Linked DNA regions of Sus scrofa: region 2 is linked to region 1. Evidence: chromatin contacts called from public Hi-C data. All regions are on one chromosome and are shown on one strand. The core of a region is the stretch at or near the end of the contact, and the rest is flanking DNA. Distances in the headings are between cores, read along the strand shown. Region 1 holds the start of GDF2 (growth/differentiation factor 2). Region 2 has its middle 110 kb from the start of PTPN20.

Evidence for each region. Hi-C and Micro-C count contacts between places; a contact is called where the count stands out from the background.
Region 2: a Hi-C map of liver shows a contact between it and region 1, with 2.2 times the contacts expected there. The contact joins the enhancer-like site here to the promoter of GDF2 in region 1. A contact is called at or near these places in 20 of 47 Hi-C or Micro-C datasets (adipocytes, adipose tissue, embryonic fibroblasts and 10 more) and 2 of 2 datasets of contacts at active chromatin or transcription factors (alveolar macrophages and skeletal muscle).

What each region holds. Positions count from the first base shown.
Region 1 is chr14:88,510,239-88,515,439 of Sscrofa11.1, forward strand. GDF2 (growth/differentiation factor 2) reads right to left here and starts at 3,178. Exons shown (of 2, transcript XM_003133104.5): 1 at 2,649-3,178. The coding sequence starts at 2,997. It overlaps ZNF488 (zinc finger protein 488), which reads left to right. Exons shown (of 6, transcript XR_002338455.1): 2 at 1-416.
Region 2 is chr14:88,724,126-88,729,326 of Sscrofa11.1, forward strand. No RefSeq gene overlaps it. Among named protein-coding and RNA genes, the nearest start is that of PTPN20, 110 kb to the right of the region's middle. Within about 2 kb of position 2,761, at least 16 of the 83 cell types and tissues checked have an H3K27ac peak or open chromatin away from gene starts, as enhancers often do. A contact at or near this core is called in fetal liver and liver, where this site is marked.

The DNA of each region.
Region 1 (5,201 bases), core at 1,928-4,427:
TTAAAAAGGTATATTGAGCATCTTTCAAAGAAAAACAGAGGCAAGAGATGCTTTGCATTGATGTTGACAGGTATAGCTGTTTATTGAGCACCTACTGTGTACCTAGCATTACATACTATGTTTCACTTTTCTCTTCACATTAACCCTGGGAGGATCTTATTATTATTCCACTTTTACAGATACAGACACTTGGATTCAGAGTGTTTAACTGTAATTGCATACATCCTGGAAAAATTCTCACTTTACAAAACAGCAAAGCTCACTGTCAGTCTCAGAGTGCAGATCCTGAGGGTATAATTTTAAAGGAGAGATCCTGGGAGAGGACAGTGAAATTCCAGCCTAAGATGATGTTAAAACTCTCAGCATCTAAGTGGTATAAAAATCACCCAGAATTGTAACTTCTGAGCAAAATGAAGGTAGGTGATTATTTATTTATTTATTTATTTTTGTCTTTTTAAGGCTGCACCTGTGGCATATGGAGGTTCGCAGGCTAGGGGTCAAATCAGAGCTACAGCTGCCCTCCTACGCCACAGCCACAGCAAAGCTGGATTCAAGCCGCATCTTTGACCTACAGCAAAGCTCATGGTAACGCTGGATCCTTAACGCACCGAGCAAGGCCAGGGATCGAACCTCATGGATCCTAGTCAGGTTTGTTACCCCTGAGCCATGACGGTAACGCCGATTTTTTTTTAATGTTTGAGGTAAAAAAAATATTAACCTCAATGGCTTAGTCACATTTGGCTCAAAGAGGGCTTGCCTTTTAGCTACACAACTGTCTCACTTTCCCACTCCCCAGGCTGCTGCATGGCCACCAGCACATTTATTATACCATGGTTCGGTCACAAAGAGAGAAGTGTTGTGTTTTTTGAGCTCCTACTATGTGCCAACGTGAAGGAAGACTGGGTGCTGTTGTGAACCTGGCCATGCCTGACAGACTGAGTGCCAATCTTGACTCTCCCGAGTTCCTCTGGGCCTGTTTCCTCATCTGGAAAATGGGGCTCATCTGTCCAGCCTCCCAGGGTCGGTGTGAGGCTTTGACAAGAAGGTACATGGGACTTGCCCTACGCTGTCTCTGGCTCACAGCAGATACTCAATATTTCTGTGTCCTTCTTGCCTATGTATGCACCCTAGCACATGCCTTTCATATATCTCTGTGTCCCCTGACCCAGAGTGGACATGCCATCCTAGTTCCTGTGGTGGGTGGCGAGGCACTATAGCATATGTGAGTAGTGAGTGCAGTCTATGAGCAGTGTTTCAAGGACCCACTATGAACATGGCCATGGGAGCGCATCAGACATCTAGAAAACAAGGGCCTCCCTGCCTGAACTGCACTCAGGCTGTGTGAAGGGAAGCATAACTGGCCTCCATAGGAGTGCTGGCCACAGGCAGAGCTGGGATCAGATCACTTGTTTCTGGGACAATGACAATGCTGGGGGCGGGGTGTGGGTGGGAAGTCACTGATATAGCTCCAACACTGCACTCCTAGACTATGGGATTTGGTGATTTGGTGATTTGGTCCAGCCAAGAGAGCCCAGCCTTCCCCTAAAGCAGAGGTTACAGACATGCACCAGTGAGACATTAGCAGCATCTGGATGACCTGAGACCGCATTAAAAAAATATTAAGCCAGCGTTTAAAAATCAAGCAAGTTCATATAAACTCCAGGGACATCAGAAAATATAGCAGAAATTGGCACAATATTATAAATCAACTACACTTTAATTTTAAAAAAAAAGGAAATTAAAAAAAGAAAATACAGTCTTGCTGGGCACGTGGCATGACCACAGCATCCTTTAAATAAGGCATACATCTGTTAGGAGTCTGCAGGTCCCAAGCCCAGGAGAGAAGAGGCCCCGAGTGCTTGGCTGGTTAGAGAGAGGCTGCAGCTGCAGAAAAAGGCTGAGCTGGGCAGCCTTAACTAATGTTAGTTAAGCGGTCAGCTGCTTAACTAACATGTGAACTGGGCAAGTTCCCTCAGGGTCTGCAAGCCTTGACTCCCCTGCTCACAAGATCTTGTCACCTACGTTGTGCAAATAAATTAGTAGACTTAAGTCCTAAGTTGACATTTATTATCTTCTAGTCTGCCTAAGTCAGGATAATTATTTAATGTTTGGAAAATAAGTTGTCCTCCAATGTTTCTCTCTTGAAGGAATTAATCTGAATTTTAAACACCTTTTGATGAGAGAGAAGCAGACATTCTTTCGGTGTTCAAAAATATACCAGTTGGTTGGATGGTAAATAAGCTGTCTAAGCAGGAAGGGGACAGTATGGCAAAGAGGAGGTAGGAGAAAGGATGGAAGAAAGGGAGCTGACATTTCCTCAGCACCTCTGGTGTTAAATGTGGCTTTGGGCCCAGGGAGGGAGAATCTTCTAGAGCAGAGCTGTCCAATAGAAATGTCTGCAGTAAGGGAACTGTTCTATAATCGCCACTGTCCTATAGGGCAGCAATTAGCCATGCATGGTTGCTGGGCACTTGCATTCAAGCTAGTGAAACCAAAGAACTAAATTATTAATTTTATTTCCTTTAAATTAACATAAATGGAAACATCAAGAGTCCCATGTTTCCACTGGCCGCCATATTGGGCAGCAGCATCCATGGACCACTGAGCCCCCCGCCCCCACACCAGGCGCCCGGATGGGCTGACTCTACCTTCTACGCTGAAGCTGCGCACGATGTTGGACGCGGGGGTGGACGTCTTGTCAGTGGTGTATCTGTTGTACAGGTCAATCATGTACTGCGGTGGCTCAGCTCGGGTTTTGTCCTGGGAGGGGACCCCGCTCAGGTTGAGACTGCGCAAGAAATCCACCTTCATGTTTTCCAGGAACATCCTCAGGTCGAAGGTGCCCCGTTCCTGCTCACCTCCGGCCCCTCCTAGCAGGCGGTGGGCATCTCCCCCAGCCGAGGCCCTCACCCGGCTGTCCAGTGGCTTCCCCTGCGTGGAGCACACCAGCAGGGAGAGCGCCACAGGCAGGGCCACCCAGAGCACCCCGCGACACATCTTGGGGTGCTCTCTCCCTGCTTCAGAGACTGCGGCAGCTGCAGTGTGTTAGCGGGTGCGGGGAGGAGCCCGGAAGGAGCCGGCACGCATTGTCCTGCCCACAAGCTCTCCACCGCGCACCCCACGCGCCCAGGCCCGTTCACAGGCTCTCACCCACCCGCCGTCCCCGGAGTGCCCTCCACTTGTTCTTATCTGGCCCTTGATGCTGTGTTCAGGCCTCTTATCTGAGGGAGAGCTGCGTTAATGAAGGCTCTATAAACATCTGACAAACACACAAGACTTGTGGGAAGGACAAGGCCTGCTGCAAAGAGTCTGAATTTCTCTGTGGGGTTATCGCCCCCTAATTAGGATCCTTTCTCATTTCCTTGCCAGCTCTGTTCAGAGGCATCTTGAGACTGGGTGACATATGTTCCATCTCCTGGGCCAGGGGAACAAAGAATCCAGGAAACAAACAAGACCCAAAAGTCCTCCAAATATAGAAAAAACAGCACAAAACTCCCAGAAGACCCCTGCTAACCACTGGGACCTAGTGTGGGCAGTGGGGTGGGAACCTTATGTCAGAGTTAGTAAGAAGCCTACTTCCTGTGCAACTGCAATAAGCACTTGTGGCTCAAGTACCTTGTGTCTCGGTTTCTCGTCTGTCCAGTGAGCTCATGGGTGAATGTGGCACATAGAAGTCAGTGAGGTTATGGAGACTTTGGGTCAGACCAGATTCGGGTTCAAATCCCAGGTCCCTCACTTACTCCCCACAAGTGTGTCCTGGAGCAAGTCATTTCACCTCCCGAGTCTCTGGTTCGGGAGAGAGTTGTAAGATTTAAGGCGATTTGTGCTAAAGGTCGTGGTAGTCACCGTAAGCCCGTCAGTTGGGTGGCTGCATTCTGGCTGCCACTTCTCCACCTTGGGTCTGACTGAGAGAGGAGCTAGGGAGGCAGCCCTGTAGAGATCCTGGCCTGGTCTCTATGAACACCACTTACACGGTGAGACCTGCTGGCCCCGGGATCCCAGAGGAGCTCTGTCACTGGTCTCAGATGGGGCTGATCTTTGCTCATACTCATGTCAGCTGGGCGGCTGCATGAACCACACTTGTCAGTCAGGAGAACCGTGCCGTCTGAGACAAAGGACAGGGAGGGGGGAGCTCTGAGGCCAGGACATGTCCAGGAGACGTCCCCCTGGCCTAAGGAAGCCAACAAGCTGTGGCGCAGTCTGGGCCTGTGAGGTTCCGGGGTCTGCGACATTTTAGAACAGTGTGCCCACATTCAGACTCTGTCCATTTCCATCACTTGCGGCTTGATCACAACAAAGGATGAGCAGAAAAATATTCTGGGGGTCAACTTTGAGGAGTATTTAAAGACAAAGTTTTCCCAAGCTGGTGGGGCTCCTGGGAAGGGGTTACAGTGAGTGGAGGAGGTTCAGGAAGATGAACAAGGGGCCAGCGCAGGCAAGATCAGAGATCCCAGCATGCACCATCCCTACTGGGGGTGGGCTGAATCCAGGAAGGCCCAGTGGCCGGGTCTGGACAGAACTTGCTGTCCCTATCCCCTGGGACACTGCCAAGGAGGCTGGATGGGAAGGGTGCAGCTCCAGAAGTACTGCTTGCCGAGGAGGGCAGGAAGCATGCTAGGCTTTGAGCCAGCTCTGGGCAACAACTCCCTGAGGCGGGGAAAAGATGAACCCACAGCCCAGGAAGTGGAGCTGCAACTTCACAGCAGGGATCGAGCCTGGAGGATCTGGGGAGCTGGGCTGGCATTCCCCACAGGGCTCCAGTCTCTGCGGGCAGCCCAGAAGCCTGTCACATTCAAGAGGCGGAGCCAAGGGAGAAAGGGAGCTGGCCTGAATGTGTTCTCAAAGCTGGAGGAGCTGTTATGTTTTCTTAAAAACATGACAGATTTTTTTTAACCGATTATAACAGTAATATAGTACAGATAATTTGGGAACTGCAACACATTAGAAAGGAGGAGATAAAAATAACCTGTGATCTCACCATCCAGTAGGGACACAGTTAACATCTTGAGATATATGCAGCTCCACAATCCCCTTTGTTGTTCATAGGGTTTACAGAAGGTTTATAGGAGATAACATTTCTTTATCCTTGGAGATCTAAAAGTATATTTACTTTGCCTTCAAAAAATAAAAGAGAAGAGTTTTTGTTTTTTTTTTTTCTTGTGGCAGAGTTTTAAGATTCAAGAGTGCTTTGAGTTTCAGAA
Region 2 (5,201 bases), core at 1,511-4,010, 210 kb after region 1:
TAAAACAAGAAAAAGCTTCTTGGATTCTCTGAAGTCCAGCAGCAGCATCTTGCAGGAGATGTGGCCGAGGTAGTGGTGCCCCGAAAGTAAACGTGGCCATGATAAGGCTGATGGGCAGATCTCCACTACGCTAAGAGGGTGCCTCTCCACAGCCCCCAAGGTCCTACAGGTTTGGGCATTGCAACCGGGGCCGTGGGGGGAAAGGGTGGGTCCCCGCTGGGTGCTCACACAGCAGCTGAGCCTGAGAGCCACCTGGATTGGCTCCCTGTCCCAGGGAGAGGGCGAGGCAGAGCTGCTGTACCGTCTGGAGGTGAGACTACCTCCATGGCCTGAGGGATTTACGCCCCCTTAGGTGAACCATTTATTCACAGGCACAGCAAGCCCCCTCTGGAGGCTTCCATAGGGAAAGTGCCACCATGCAGGGCATCTTTTTGGGGAAAAAATCACACAAGAGCTGCACTGAGGGTCTCCTTAATGCCCTAGAGCACAAAGTAAGGATCACTGGTCCCAGGGGCTCTGTGTCTAGAGAGAGGCAGTGCATGGCCATACGACCTCTGAGAGAGCCCTTGACCCCCCAGGGCCAGGAGAGCTCCTCAGAGGAGGCAGCTCCTCAGCTGAGCCTCACCGGGTGACTTCTGAGGACAGGGGCCATTCCTCCCAACACACACTCACACACACAGACACATCCCTCCCCCTCCCTGCTCCACTGTTTCCTCCTGGAGTGTCTCCCTGCTGACAGCATGTATTTGACTCATGCATGTCACTTACGTATTGGTCCTCTCTTCTACTAGCCACACACTGTGCTTCTGAGGGCCTAAGCTGTGTGACTTTGAGGAAGGTGTCCCAGCCTCTCTGAGCCAGGCTCCAGGCCTGTCTGTTGACCAGGTTTCTGCCTGAGAAGTAACCTTCTAAACGCATGACGTACACATAGGTAAGGTCTATTCTCTAGGCCTGTGTTCTGAACCAGTTTTGGCCTGAGTCTTCCTGGAGGATCCTTACATCCCAAGTCTTCCTTAGCCACTGTCCTCCAGGGGCCAGTCTGCACTTCTTTAATTTTTTTTCTTTTTAGGGCCATACCTGCAGCATATGCAGCATATGGAGGTTCCCAGGCTAGGGGTCAAATTGGAGCTATAGCTGCCAGCCTATGCCACAGCCACAGCAACGTGGGCTCCAAGCCGTGTCCGTGACCTACACCACAGCTCATGGCAATGCCGGAACCTTAACCCACTGAGCGAGGCTGGGGATCAAACCTGCATCCTCATGGATACTAGTCAGTTTCAGTTCATTAACCCCTGAGCCACAACGGGAACTCACCTGTCTGCACTTCTGAACAGAATGCAATGCTATCCTTTTGTACAGCACAAGACCGGCTACAGAAGTGTCTTTGTCCAGCCCATTTCTAAAATCACACTCTGCTTCTTAAGGTAAGTGATATTTGACAACTTTATTGGCAGTTACCTTACATTGAGATGTTGTGTACACAGCTCCAAATCTGGAGATGTGTTTCAACATAAAAATTCATTTCATTTTTGAAAGGGCTGTTGTGATCCCTTTTGAAAATTCACTTGCAGGTGCTCAGAGGATTTTTGGATTTGACTAGCAGGGAGGATTCTCCTCTTAATAAAGGATTTCCGCTCTAGATAGTATCTCAATGGAAAAAAAAATAAGCTTCCTCCAATATGAATATAATGAAGCTGGTGCCTTGGACATGATGTCCACTTCGTTTAAGGAAACCAAAGTGTCTCGATAAGTGGAAATAAGTGGAAATATTTTTCAGCAAACAACCTGCTGTTGCAATTTTGCTTAAAAAAAAAAAACTTCATAATCTGTTTCAAGTTCAGTGATAACTTTATGCAAAATGACCTCAAAGTCATGTGCTGTCTGGGTACCATAGACTCAACATGAATAAATATTGGCTTAGCAAGTGAGCTTTGTTTTTTTAATATATTTTTATTTTGTTTGTTAACAAGAAATGAGTTAACTTCTTGAAAGCCAAATACAATATGAAATAAAAGATGTAGTAAAGATTGGTACAATTTCTGTGTGGGGGAGTCCAGAGCCTTTACTAGGTGGGGTGGTGATTTTGTGAAAACCATCTGGAAACCTTATTTTTTTGCTCTGAAAATTGGGGGTGATGACACCTACCACAGGGTGGTTTGTTTATTCACTCAACAAACATTCATCACAAGCTTCAGAGTTCTAGGTGAGCTCCCTACAATAAGTGTCCTGTACCCAAGCTAGGACTGCAGCCCAGGCCTATGCAGGTGGGACCTTTGGCGCATCTCTAAGGGGCCCAAGAGAAGGCTTCCTAATCTGTCAGATGGGAGCAGCGGCACGTGCCTTGCAAAGCTGCCTTGAGAACTGAGGAAACAGTGAAATGTAAACCTCTAGCTGCAGCCGGCTTGTATTACTGGCAGGCCAGAGAGCACAGCAGGACTGTCCTCCCCTCCCACCCGGCCCCCAGGCTTCCATCTGGCTGGCAGGCATGGGTGGGGAGGCTGTGCTGGGCCAGCACGTTCTCATCTTGCCCACCTACCATGGACTGTTTAAGTTAATGTCACAGCTCTAAAATATTATCACTGGAGGCCATGAGATTTCAAAAAGAGCTTCCTTTCCAGAGCCACGTTGCTGTCTATAATTAGCGCAAGTTTCCATAAGCCTCACCAAGAGGCGGGAACAGCTGCCCCTAGAGCTAGATTTGTTAATGTAAGGCATTCCTGGGGCTTCTGTGCAGCCCAGGCTTCACTCCTCCATCACCCGCTTCCCTGGCCCCTGCCCTCAGCAGCCACCAGGCCCTCATTAAGGGATTAGCAACCTCGGCTGTGCAATGCCTTGGTTATGGATGCAAAAAATGCTGCGCTCTCTGCTCTGTCCTCCTGCCTCTTATCAGTGGTCCCTGAGCCGTGTTTGTGCTGCGGAAATCAAAGCAGGGCTTGGGCGGAAATTACGGACCACAGTGTCACACACTAATTACAGACTCTGGGGGTCAAGCATCAGGGAGGGACCAGACTTCCTCCATTCTCAGTCCCGCTGCTGCTAATGGGATGTTGAAAAGCACAGCTGGAGCTGCGGGCTGAGAAAGCCCACATTGCCAAAGCCTGTGAGAGAGATAAAAGGGTGCTGCAGTCTGCTCCGCCTCAGGGAAGATGACAGATCTTTCTTAACCAAGTATAAAATAGGGGTACTCCTATCTGGGCCCAGCGCCTGGGTCACAAAAGGCACTGTGGCCAGAGCCTGGCCACGTTGTTTGAACACCCCAGCAGTGGTCCATCTTCAACGGCCCTCTGCTTTCTGCACAAGAGGGTGGGAGGGGCCCTGGGGTGGGGGCAAATTTTTATGTTGGTTGCAACACATTTAGGACCTGGTAGGATGCTTGGGACAATTCCCACGGTCTATAGCTCTGTCATTAAAAAAGGAAAAAAAAAAAAAAAAAAAAAAAAGGAGTTCCCATAGTGGCTCAGTGGAAACGAATTCAACTAGGAACCATGAGGTTGCAGGGTTGACCCTGGCCTGCTCAGTGGGTTGAGGATCCGGCATTGCCGTGAGCTGGGGTGTAGGTCGCAGTCGTGGCTTGGATCTGACGTTGCTGTGGCTGTAAGGTAGGCCTGTGGCTACAGCTCAGATTCAATCCCTAGTTTGGGAACTTCCATAAGCTTCAGGGCCGGGGGTGGGGTGGGGGTGGGGTATCCCATCTGCCACAGAGGAAACGAATCTGACTAGTATTCATGAGGATGCGAGTTTGATCCCTGACCTCACTCAGTGGGTCAGCGATCTAGCGTTGCCATGACCTGTGGTGTAGGTCACAGATGCGGCTCGGATCCCCTGTTGCTATGGCTGTGACGCCACAGCAGCTGTAGCTCTGATTCCAATTTGACCCCTAGCCTGGGAACTTTGATATGCAGTGGCTATGGCCCTAAAAAGCAAAAAAAGAAAAAAAAATTAAATTTAACAACAGTTCTGAATAATGGAAATGAAAGTAGCTAAACATACAGGGGAAAAACCAAAATGTAACCCTGAACAGCTTCCCCAAGTGTTCTCTGTTTCCCAGGCTCTCAGCTCACTGGTCTGTGAGTAACTCCATCAATATGATCGTTCTCTGCCCTTGTCCCCAACAAGGCAGGTGCAAGGTGAAATCCTGGTGCCCTTTGAGTCAGTGGCTGAGCTCACATCCTTGCATGTGGGTGAGATAACACCCCCAGGTATCAATCACATCTCCCTCTCCTTCCATACTCACTCAAATCCTTCTTGTGACAGGGGGCCTCTGCCCTCAGCCTGACCCCAGATCCCAGCCCTGGACAGGTGACCAGGAGACTCCTACTGCTGCCTCCAAAGCACAGGTTAAAAAATATAAGACCACTAAGGTCAAGATCTGGCAATTTCAGCCTGGATAAGAGAGTTTGGCATGGGTTCCTACACAGAGAGTGTTCACATGCTCAGGAACAGGAACTGTTTCCAAAGCTTCTCATGGACCAGGAAGAGGCCCACATGGGCATAACCCCACTTGAGTAAGTGTGGCCTCTACGAGGGCCAGATAGTACTGCAAGGGTTCAGCTCAGAGCCTCTGCCCCACCCACTGTCCCCTGACCAGGACTCCCAGTGGTGGCATCTGCCATTCAGTTTGGAGTAATGGTCAGTCATGGCCCAAGACGATCCCCACTCAATGCAGCCATGTGGTCAGCCCCCATCTAGTGGCCCAGGACACTCCAGCCTCTTTCTAGACCCCTGCTGGAGATAGGGCTTTCAAGGCAGGGCCTGCCTGTGACTGGTGTGGTCTGTTGGAGGAAATACTTTACACAACCCAATAATTGGTGCAATCCAATAATTTTCTGCAGAGAGCTTCCGAGCTCCCCTCTCTCCCTCCAGCCTGTTGTCAAGCCCCACTTTTGCTGAACACGTTGTTCAACTTCTATATCACCCAACCCAGCTTCCTCTGACAGAAGGGACCTCACTTTTATTCAGCACCTACTATTTTTTTTATGTACGTAATTATTTATGTATGTGTGTATGTGTGTATGTATGTATGTATGTATGTATTTATGTAATTATGTATTTATACCCGTGGCATATGGAAGTTCCCAGGCTATAGGTCAAATCGGAGCCACAACTGCTAGCCTATGCCACAGTCACGGCAACATGGGATCTTTAACCCACTGAGCAAGGCCAGGGATTGAACCTGAGTCTTATGGATACTAGTCGGGTTC